2 separate regions of the Hordeum vulgare genome follow, and region 1 is linked to region 2. The links are chromatin contacts, called in public Hi-C maps. All regions are on one chromosome and are shown on one strand. The core of a region is the stretch at or near the end of the contact, and the rest is flanking DNA. Distances in the headings are between cores, read along the strand shown.

Region 1 (5,446 bases), core at 78-2,577, 730 kb after region 2:
GTGCTCAAAAATAATATTAATTGTTATATAAACACCCAAAAAATATCCTAGGATGACAATATTATAGCATGGAACAATACAAAATTATAGATACATTGGAGACTGATCAACGTCCAAGAGACTCGTTTCGATCGCCGAGAGCCCATGGAGACACATACACCACCATCCTTTATAGGAGTAATGTGTTAGTTGCAAAACATCCGTATTCAAATGCTAATGAGAGTCATTTCGACTAAATGCCTTTACATATATTTTTGTTCTCGCTTCAAAGCTCATGAGAGTCATTTCGACTCGACATCTTATCATGTCGAAGTGCCCCTTTTCTGATTTGTTCTGGCCAAACCAATGACATATTGATGATTTACATTTTTGACGACATTTTAACAATTTGAGGTCCACCAACCGGAGAGAGACCTGAGTATTCCGTAAAACAATGTGCGCCTGCAGCGGTTTTCGGTGCGGTTCACTTTTGGGCTAGTGACAATAGTGAGATATTTCGACGTGGCTATATAAGTTAAGATACCAATAGAGAAAAAGTCCTCACATATTAATCAAGCCACCCCCCTCCATCGTTCCTCCACAACCCTTCGCTCTTCGATAGGTCCCAACCACGACGATCGATTTAGGGGCGCAACCTCACTAGCCGGTCTCCACATTCATCCGACGTAGCTAGTGTACACCTAACCGCCTCTCCCCTCCTTCTCCAGCATCTGTATTTACTGCCGGATTGTTGCATTCGACCTTTCAAAACATCCTCGCCTCCTACTTGTATACTTCGGCTCATCCCTATCAATGGTTGGCGCTTCGTGGAATGATAAAGCAAGACGAAGGCCATGAGCAAAATCAACATCAACTTTGTCGAGGAACGGAGGTAATTCGAACTCTCGCAACCTTGGTTCTAGATCTAAATCCATATGTTTTGATTACCATTTGCACCTTTGGTTGGCGAATTGCATCCTTGTGTTTTTCTTTCTTTTCATCTTGATGAAATACAATAGTTTTTATTTTTGATGTAACATAGTACTGTAGTAGGTAAAGTTGGCATCTTGTGGCAAAGGTGTCTATGTTCATGTCCTTAGCCCAAAAGGAAAAAAAGAGAGGAAGAAACACAAAACGCTGAGCTGGTAGAGAAAGTATTTGCACCACCAGCGTCATAAACGAGTACCGGAAAGAGACAAGGAAGCCCCAGGTGTTCTCCAAACCGAACGGCGCCGCATCAACAACCTACCGCGGCCGTCTGATCCAGATCGTGCGGCGTGCCGCCGGCGTGACACCTCTCCCCCTCCACGAGGTCCAGGCGGAAGAAAAAGGAGCGATTTCCCCCCCTCCTCCTGGTTATTCACATCGTCTGGTTATTCACACCACATTGAGCAGAGGGGAGAAAATTGCGAGGAGGGGAGGAGGATTCCGAATCGCAGTTGCAACCCAGTAATCCACTCCACCACCGCACGGATTCGATCGCCGCCGCCGCCGCCGCCGCCATCGCCTCCCCCCACCGCTGTAGGAACCCTCACGGCGGCCGCCGCTACCCTCCCCCTTCCCTTCGACTAGGGTCTCCTTTCGTGCCGCACTGCGAGCTGCTAGGGTTCCCCTGGCCCTCGCCGGTTAGGGTTCCCCCGTTGGCCCCTCCTCTTCAACGGGGTGCGGGCGGACGCTGGGGAAGAAGGGCGCCTAGGGCCTCACCGCCCAATGGCTCCCGTCGCAAGGCGGGGCGCCAAGAGCGTCAAATGGAACAGAGAGCCGCAGCTCGGGGACCTCGTCCTCGCCAAGGTCAAGGGCTACCCTTTCTGGCCAGCCAAGGTCCAGCCTACACTCCTCCCCTGCCTGCTACCTAGGGTTTTTCTCCCCCCATAGCGAGCCAGTTCCCTCCCTTTCTGCATCTTTCTTGGCCACATCTCTGCCTGCCTGAATCTTGATATGTCTAGGATACTGACATGTGCTTCAGTCTTGGGGGTTAATGCTACTTGTCTATGCAGGTGAGCAGGCCAGAGGATTGGAATCAGGAGCCCACCCCGCGCAAGTTCTTTGTCCTCTTCTTTGGCACCAAAGAGATGTAAGACCATCCTCAATTCCTCATGCTCAGTAGTTACTAGCTCCTTTTGTCGCCATGTTTAACGGTATTCTAACTGCCTATTCTACCGTTGATGATTTCTTGGATAAGAGATTTAAGACCGTCCTCGCGCTCATTAGTTACTAGCTCCTTTTGTCGTTATGTTTAATGGTATTCTAACTGCCAATTCTACCGTGGATGATTTATCATATATAAGAGATGTAAGACCGTCCTCGTGCTCATTAGTTACTAGCTCCTTTTGTCGCCATGTTTAACGGTATTCTAACTGCCAATTCTATTGTGGATGATTTGTTGGATAAGGGATTTAAGACCGTCCTTGCGCTCATTAGTTACTAGCTCCTTTTGTCGCTATGTTTAATGGTATTCTAACTGCCAATTCTACCGTGGATGATTTATCATATATAAGAGATGTAAGACCGTCCTCGTGCTCATTAGTTACTAGCTCCCTTTGTCGCCATGTTTAACGGTATTCTAACTGCCAATTCTATTGTGGATGATTTGTTGGATAATAGATTTAAGACCGTCCTTGCACTCATTAGTTGCTAGCTCCTTTTGTCGCTATGTTTAATGGTATTCTAACTGCCAATTCTACCGTGGATGATTTATCGTATAAGAGATGTAAGACCGTCCTCGTGCTCATTAGTTACTAGCTCCTTTTGTCGTCATGTTTAATGGTATTCTAACTGCCAATTCTACCGTGGATGATTTATTGGCTAAGAGATTTAAGACCCTCATCGTGCTCATTAATCATTAGTTACTAGCTCCTTTTGTCGTCATGTTTAACGGTATTCTAACTGCCAATTCTACCGTGGATGATTTATTGGCTAAGAGATTTAAGACCCTTATCGTGCTCATTAGTCATTAGTTACTAGCTCCTTTTGTCGTCATGTTTAACGGTATTCTAACTGCCAATTCTACCGTTGATGATTTATTGGCTAAGAGATTTAAGACCCTCATCGTGCTCATTAGTCATTAGTTACTAGCTCCTGTTGTCGCCATGTTTAATGGTATTCTAACTGCCAATTCCATCGCGGATGACATGTCGGATACATGAATGCCAAACGTCGTCACGCTCTTGATGAATGCGCCACTTCATACTTGCCTTTTTCTGTTTGTATTCTTTACATTTATCACACAGCCGAGATCACATGCAGGAGACACTAATACTCTTTTGTAGTTATTTAGTTATTTATACCCAATCTGTTGCCTCAAATTCCGTTAAGTTCATCCATGTTAAGGTATGCCATGAGTGGGTAAGTAGTTACGCATTTTTTACTTTGGGAACATTACTACTCTGTCTCCTACAGTGACGACATATTTCTTATGTACTAGGGAAAAATAGATGAGCAGATTTAAGGCCTCAACCACCACACTCTGTAATCAGAGGACAGGGCGATCATTTGATTCTGATTTAAATAAATTCTTGTACTGCAGAGGTTACAGTTTTTAATCCTGCCTATTTTATTTACCCGAGCGTTAATTAATCTTACTTTCGGCTTGGGTGGGTAGATTACTATATACTAGATGATGCCCCAAAATAAATAGTTGCTACAAAATCATCTAAAACTAACGGAAACAAATTAAGCTTAAAACAATAAAAAATACGAAGCATATAAAAATAAAAATAAATTAAGTTAAAAGGATGTCGTTTTTAACAAAACGGGAAGGGTGAACTACATAGGTATGCTACAATTTCCCAAACATATATTATCAGTATAAAATCTAATGTAAAAAATTAACTTAGACTAACATGCATGAATTGACGATGTCACAGCACTGCATGTATAGAGTATTGCAAAATAAATAAATAATAATTTATAACTTGCATGCATGATTTGCTTATGTGGCATGATTGCATATCTAGGATAAATAGGTAGTGGGTTGTCGCTATTTAGGAATAGTAGAAGATGACATGCATGCATGACTTGCTTATGTGGCATAGCTGCATGGCTAGGAAAAATAGGTAGTGGGTTGTACCTATTTAGGAATAGAAGATCCTATATCTATACTAATAAATCCCTTTGGTGTAAAAGTTTAAGTCCTGTGATTATTGTCCCCACCAATGACCTAAGGTTACATATTGTTGTGCAAGGTCAGTCTAGGAGGTACAGTTCTTCATAGACTGAAAGATGAGAGCAGTATTTTTTACTTTTAATTGATTTATTATGAAATTCTCACTCTTTATTTCTAGTTTTCAATTATTCGTAAGTACTCTTGACCGCTCCTACAGCCTTTCATTTTCTTCCAAATAGTAAGAATGAGAATGTTATTAATTCTATTGTAACTTGAGCCTGTGCAGCAAACGGACCTACATAATGTTGAGTATGTTATTCTCAATAAATTGTTGTAGGTAATGATCTTTAGACCTCTTTAAGTTACTTTGGTGCTAATAGAGCAACTAAATTACCCCACTTGATTGATTCAGTCGGTTGCTTTAGCTTATAAGGTATTTTCTACGTGGAGTATTTCTTTAATTGCTTTAAAACTGTGTCACCATTTTGTCTAGATACAATATTGATTTGTGTTTCCCTTGCTGTCTTCCATGCCTGTGTTCTCTTTGCTGTTTTGAGCTTATTATGACAACTCTTTAAAGGCTAAAGTAAAATAATTACTTGATTGCTAATGAATGAATATCTCCGACAGTGCTTTTTTAGCTTTGCAAGATCTCCTGCCATTTACAGAAGAGGTGAAGAGTGACTTGGTAAATCAAGCTCGAGAGAAAAGATTTCCAAAAAGACATGCGAAAGGTCTTGAAGAAGCCTTGGTGGAGATATGCAAGGCCTATGACGAGCTGCCAAAATCATCTGAAACTGCCAATGGTGTGTTGCCTGATCGAACTCTTGATATGAGTGTGAAACCTACAGAATCCCTTGTAAAGCCACCTGATGATGGTGAGATTCCAAGAGTGGAACACATGGAAGTTGATAGTTCTGTGGACAACTTGAATACTTTAAGGCACAGTTCAGGAACCGAGGAGAATATGAAAGATGGTGGTCATGACAGAAAGGATATTTTGCCAACAGGTATTAATAGGAAAAAACCTGCAGAAAAGGATTCTGACCTTCCCAAGAAAAAGAAGCCTGTCACATCGAAATCAGCTATGGACATGCACCTTGAACAAATGGAAGTTGATAGTTCTGTGGACAACTTGAATACTTTAAGGCACGGTTCAGGAACTGAGGAGAACGTGAAAGATGGTGGTCATGACAGAAAGGATACTTTTTCAACAGTTACTAATAGGAAAAAATCTGTAGAAAAGGATTCTGACCATCCCCAAAAAAAGAAAGCTGTGACATCGAAGTCAGCTATCAACATGGACCTTGAACAAGCACGCTCACCAACCTCTCTCTTCTCAGGAAGAGAGACTGAAGACCA
Region 2 (4,820 bases), core at 930-3,429:
GAACTGTATGTAGGTGGCTGCAAAGGTCATTGGTGAAGTCCATGCACTCATCATCTTTCCGGTCGTACCATACTTCGCCCTTGCTATCATCTATATGTTCTGGTTTGCGGCGACACTGTATCTTTTCAGCTCTGGTCAAGTTGTACAAAATGATTGCAATGCAGAGTGCTGCTCATTTGATCTCAAGCTGGGAAAAGTAAATTGCGACAGCTGTTGTGGATACAGTGTCCATTACACCCCTCATATCGGCATTGCAATTCTTTTCCACCTGTTCGGCTGTTACTGGGCAACACAATTCTTCATTGCATGCTCTTCGACTGTAATTGCTGGATCAGTTGCTTCATACTACTGGGCGCGTGGTGAAATATCGGTAAGCACCACACACAAACCTTAGACCGGCAAATAACTAGAGTTAATTGTCATGTTTTTACCATTAGAAGGTAGTGTTTTCCATCCGACTGACTGCACGGCACAATGTTGTGATGCAGCATGACATACCATTCCATACCGTGGTGTCTTCCCTGAAGCGTTTGCTGCGCTACAGCCTTGGATCTGTGGCCCTAGGCTCACTGGTTGTATCCAGCGTAGAGTGGGTGCGGTTTATACTTAAGTGGCTCCGCCGTAGGCTGAAGGGGGTTGATTCGACCGGTGAAAGCCGCTTGGGGAAGACAGTGTCATCGTCATCTCATTGCTGCTTGGGCTGCATAGACTGGACCATCAAGTCAGTGAACCGGAATGCCTATATCGTGGTACGGTACATGTGTTTATTTTAGCTCCCCCTTGTTAGAACTGTCTTGTGTGGCTGTGATGATTAACACCATGAACTGCCGGTGCAGATTGCGGTTACAGGGAAAGGATTCTGCAAGGCGTCCGAGCTCGCGATGGGGCTGATAATGAATAACATACTGCGCATCGGAAAGGTGAACGTGATCGGGGACGTGATCCTCTACCTTGGCAAGCTGTGCGTGAGCCTGTCCAGCGCGCTGTTCGCGTTCCTCATGCTGGACACCCACAAGTACAGGTCTGCTCACAACAAGATATCGTCTCCGCTCTTCCCCGTGCTGGTAAGCAAAGCGGCATCCTTGTCGGAAATCCATTGGTGCTCCCAGGAGCGCGTGATCCTGCGCGCGGAAAATAATTTTTGAGATGTCAAAAAATTTACAACAAAAATTCTGTGTGTTCTTTGTCACATCCAGATGCTACATAAAAAAATGTCGGCAAAAAGGTTAAACATTTTGGTATGTGCAAACATAAAGTAGAAATAAACACCAAAAAAATCCATCCTTGCGCTCATCTATCAGTCTCCTTGACGTGTTCCTTTTTTTTGGTAAAGAAAAAACTTCGCTAACCGACTGACATATAATGCATGTACGTTTTGGTTGTCAGCTGTGCTGGGCGCTTGGGTACGTGGTGGCGCAGCTCTTCTTCGGGGTGGTGGAGACGTCGGTGGAGACGATCATCCTGTCCTTCTGCCAGGACGCGGAGGAGCACGACGGGGAGGCGCAGTACGCTCCCCCGCTGCTCATGGAGACGCTGGGCGACACGAGCCAGCTGCAGAGGCTCACGCAGGGCCCCTGATGGATCAAAGCTTCTCTGCTGCGTCGATCCACCTTAGTAGTGTACTACTGTAGTAGTGTTACCAGAGGAAGATGGTTTGGGTGAATGGCTTTGACCATAATAATACGCACTATACTAATACTCCGTATTAACTTCGTTGTTAGGTGGAAATGGAATGAGGGCAGTTGGTGCCTGGCTACGGTGGAAAAGACCTCTACTAGTAGTGTCGATGAAGTTTCTTTGTTTGTGATGGGGATGGCAATCGGGTACCGGATGGATACGTAGGTAGTACTGGTACCGGTTTCCGTTGTTACTCCATGATGCAAAGTCAACGAAGCACGGGTTCGGCTCAGGGAGTCTGTTCGTACTACTAGCAATGATGCGAAGGGTGGTCATCAATTCATCATGGTGATGTGAGCACTGGCGTAAAGCAATGGATGGTAGTACTACGTATTTCCTGCCTGTGTGGCTGCTAAGTGAATAATCCTAAGAAAACGTGCTGGGTGATGTCGTGGTCAACAGCCAACACGAACAATATTTGTGAGAATACACGAAGTAGTGATTGAACTATTTCAGGCTGAAGGGGTCTGATTGAACTGCAGTTTATAAAAGATTGTATGTAAATTTACAAAGCGCTGGATATGCTTGTAGTTCGGTAGGCGGCCGTCTAATGATTCGTGTGAAAGCTCCTGTATGTACTGCAGGTCAACTGATCAACAAGCCGGCCATCTGAAATGAGAACTGCCTACCTGTCATTGTTGTCAACGTCAAAGATACACGGTCGCGGGACCAATTGATCTAGCGCACCAGCAAACAAAGCAGAATACGCATAGCAGGCTGCTGGATGCTGCCTCCGTTCATACACAACACCTCCAACCTCCTAGCTAGGCATCATTTTCTGTCGCTCCCCCTCTCCCTCGGACGGTTAGTGCGAGGGAGCTTCGTATTATTACATTCGACTTTTCCGATGCGGCACAACCAGCTTCTTCTTCTTCTCCATGTTTGATCAATCACCACCACCGGCTTCTTCTTCTTCTTCTTCTTCTTCTTCTTCTTCTTCTTCTCCATACAGGAGTTAGTCTGATCCTAAGCTAGGAAGAAACTCTCTCTGGTGCCGTGTGTTTATATGAGTCGCCATGCCTTGTTGCTGCTGCTGCTTCCGTGTTTCCAGCAAGAAAGAGAAACACGCCTCCGGTCTCTACTCCCGTTCCATGGGCAGTAAGCAACAGTTCTCTTCTCCATTCCCCCAATTCACTTGTCATTTATCTCATTCTGGACGAGAACGCATGGCGACGATGGTCGAATTGACTATAAGCTTTGGTTTCAGGACTGTCATCTGAGAAGAAGATCAGGCTCTTCTCCTACGCGGAGCTGCGGTCGGCGACCAACAACTTCCACCGGAGCAACAACATCGGCCGAGGCGGCTTCGGCACCGTCTACAAGGGCGCGCTGCGGGACGGCGGCGGCGACGTGGCGGTCAAGGTGCTGTCCGCGCACTCCCGGCAGGGCACCACGGAGTTCCTCACCGAGATCGACGTCATCGCCAACGTGGAGCACCCCAACCTGGTGTCCCTCCTGGGCTGCTGCGTGGAGGGCCGCCACCGCATCCTCGTCTACGAGCATCTCCGCAACGGCAGCCTCCACGGCGCCCTCCTCGCCTCCGCCGGTGACCCCGCCAGGCTCACCTGGGGGATCAGGCGCGGCGTCTGCGTCGGCGTCGCCAGGGGCCTGGCGTTCCTGCACGAGGAGATGGCGTCCGGCCCCATCGTGCACAGGGACATCAAGGCCAGCAACGTCCTCCTCGACGCCGGCTACGGCGCCAAGATCGGCGACTTCGGCCTCGCCAAGCTCTTCCCGGACGCCGCCACACACGTCAGCACCCGCGTCGCGGGGACCACGGGGTACCTCGCGCCGGAGTACGCGCTGTACGGCCATCTCACCAAGAAGGCCGACGTCTACAGCTACGGGGTGCTGCTGCTGGAGACCGTCACCGGCAAGAGCAGCTCCAGGAGCCTCCATTTATCCGACGAGGGGGACAAGGTGCTGGTGGAGAGGGTGTGGGAGCTCTACGAGGCCGCCAACCTCAGGGAGATGATCGATCCGGCCATGGAAGACGGGTGCAATGAGGAGGAGGCTGTGAGGTACATGAAGGTGGCGCTGCTGTGCACGCAGGCGACGCCGCAACGGCGGCCGTCGATGCCGCAGGTGCTGGAGATGCTGGAGAGGGAGGATGTCCGGGTGAGGGAGAAAGAGCTCACGCCGCCGGGCTACGTCGTCAGGGACAACAAGGACAGCCACTCCACGTCCATGCTCGTTGCTTCGCACACCCTGACGGAGCTGGCGCCAAGGTGAAGAAGAGCAACTAGGCACAAGGTTCGTCCGTTCGAGTAACTGAGTAGCTAGTAGTAGAATTGAACTGACAATCTGAGGCATCAGCCAGACTGGCAGAGAGTCTAGCAGTCCTTGCCATGAACGATGCCACCATTGTTCTTCCCAAAGGGTAAGTGCTTACTCTCCAGGTGCGTGGCAGTCCGGCCATAATGTTTCTCAATGGTAATTTTAGTCATTCAAGGATGGCAAATTTGAGTGATACACGCCAAATTTTTGTTGAAAATAAATTGAAGCATTAAAGTTGTCATACTGGTGTCACTAAACTTGCTATAAAAGACGTTCAAAGTTATCATGTGCTCGTGCCACACGTTATGTACTTATCAGGGCAGGGGCGGACCATAGTTCAACTGAATGGGGGCCTAGGCCCCCACTCAAATTTTTGAATTCCCTTTGTATTTGTGCACATTTTAAAACAAAACACTTCAAAATGAGCAACTTTATAGAAGGTGTGCCCCCAGTCAAATATAGCGCCCCCAGTCAAAATTTTGTCTGGGTCCGCCCCTGTATCAGGGTCTTTGCTTTTTGTTTGAAAGGGTGAAAAATGCTCTGGCCTCTTGCATCGATGTATGAATGCAACCATTTTAATTATCTATATGCCTTATTGTGAGTTTGTGAAGTCAAAATGTATGACTATGTGGTGTTGTTTATGATTATGTGATGTTGTTTTGATGTGTTGTTGAGTATGAGAAAGTGATGTTGTTTATTAAATATGTTGTTGTGTATAAGTGTGTTATTGCTTGCTGTTACGATGTACCGGTGTTTATAAATTATGATTATATATTGATGTTTATGACTATGAGTTGTTCAAATTGATGCCTTGCAAACATGAATAACTTTACCCGCCGGTACCCATACCCAAACCCTACCGGTGC

What was found. Hi-C and Micro-C count contacts between places; a contact is called where the count stands out from the background.
Region 1: a Hi-C map of seedling shows a contact between it and region 2, with 6 times the contacts expected there. The contact joins the promoter of LOC123408784 here to the promoter of LOC123409857 in region 2. A contact is called at or near these places in 3 of 6 Hi-C or Micro-C datasets (leaf and seedling) and 1 of 1 datasets of contacts at active chromatin or transcription factors (embryo).

Annotation. Positions count from the first base shown.
Region 1 is chr7H:447,670,512-447,675,957 of MorexV3_pseudomolecules_assembly, forward strand. LOC123408784 (ENHANCER OF AG-4 protein 2-like) reads left to right here and starts at 1,328. Exons shown (of 13, transcript XR_006612787.1): 1 at 1,328-1,800; 2 at 1,977-2,053; 3 at 4,715-5,446.
Region 2 is chr7H:446,940,953-446,945,772 of MorexV3_pseudomolecules_assembly, forward strand. LOC123409857 (cold-responsive protein kinase 1-like) reads left to right here and starts at 2,180. Exons shown (of 2, transcript XM_045102727.1): 1 at 2,180-2,775; 2 at 2,885-4,195. The coding sequence starts at 2,694. The coding sequence ends at 3,909. It overlaps LOC123409855 (choline transporter protein 1-like), which reads left to right. Exons shown (of 10, transcript XM_045102725.1): 7 at 14-370; 8 at 489-749; 9 at 837-1,064; 10 at 1,387-1,766. The coding sequence ends at 1,578.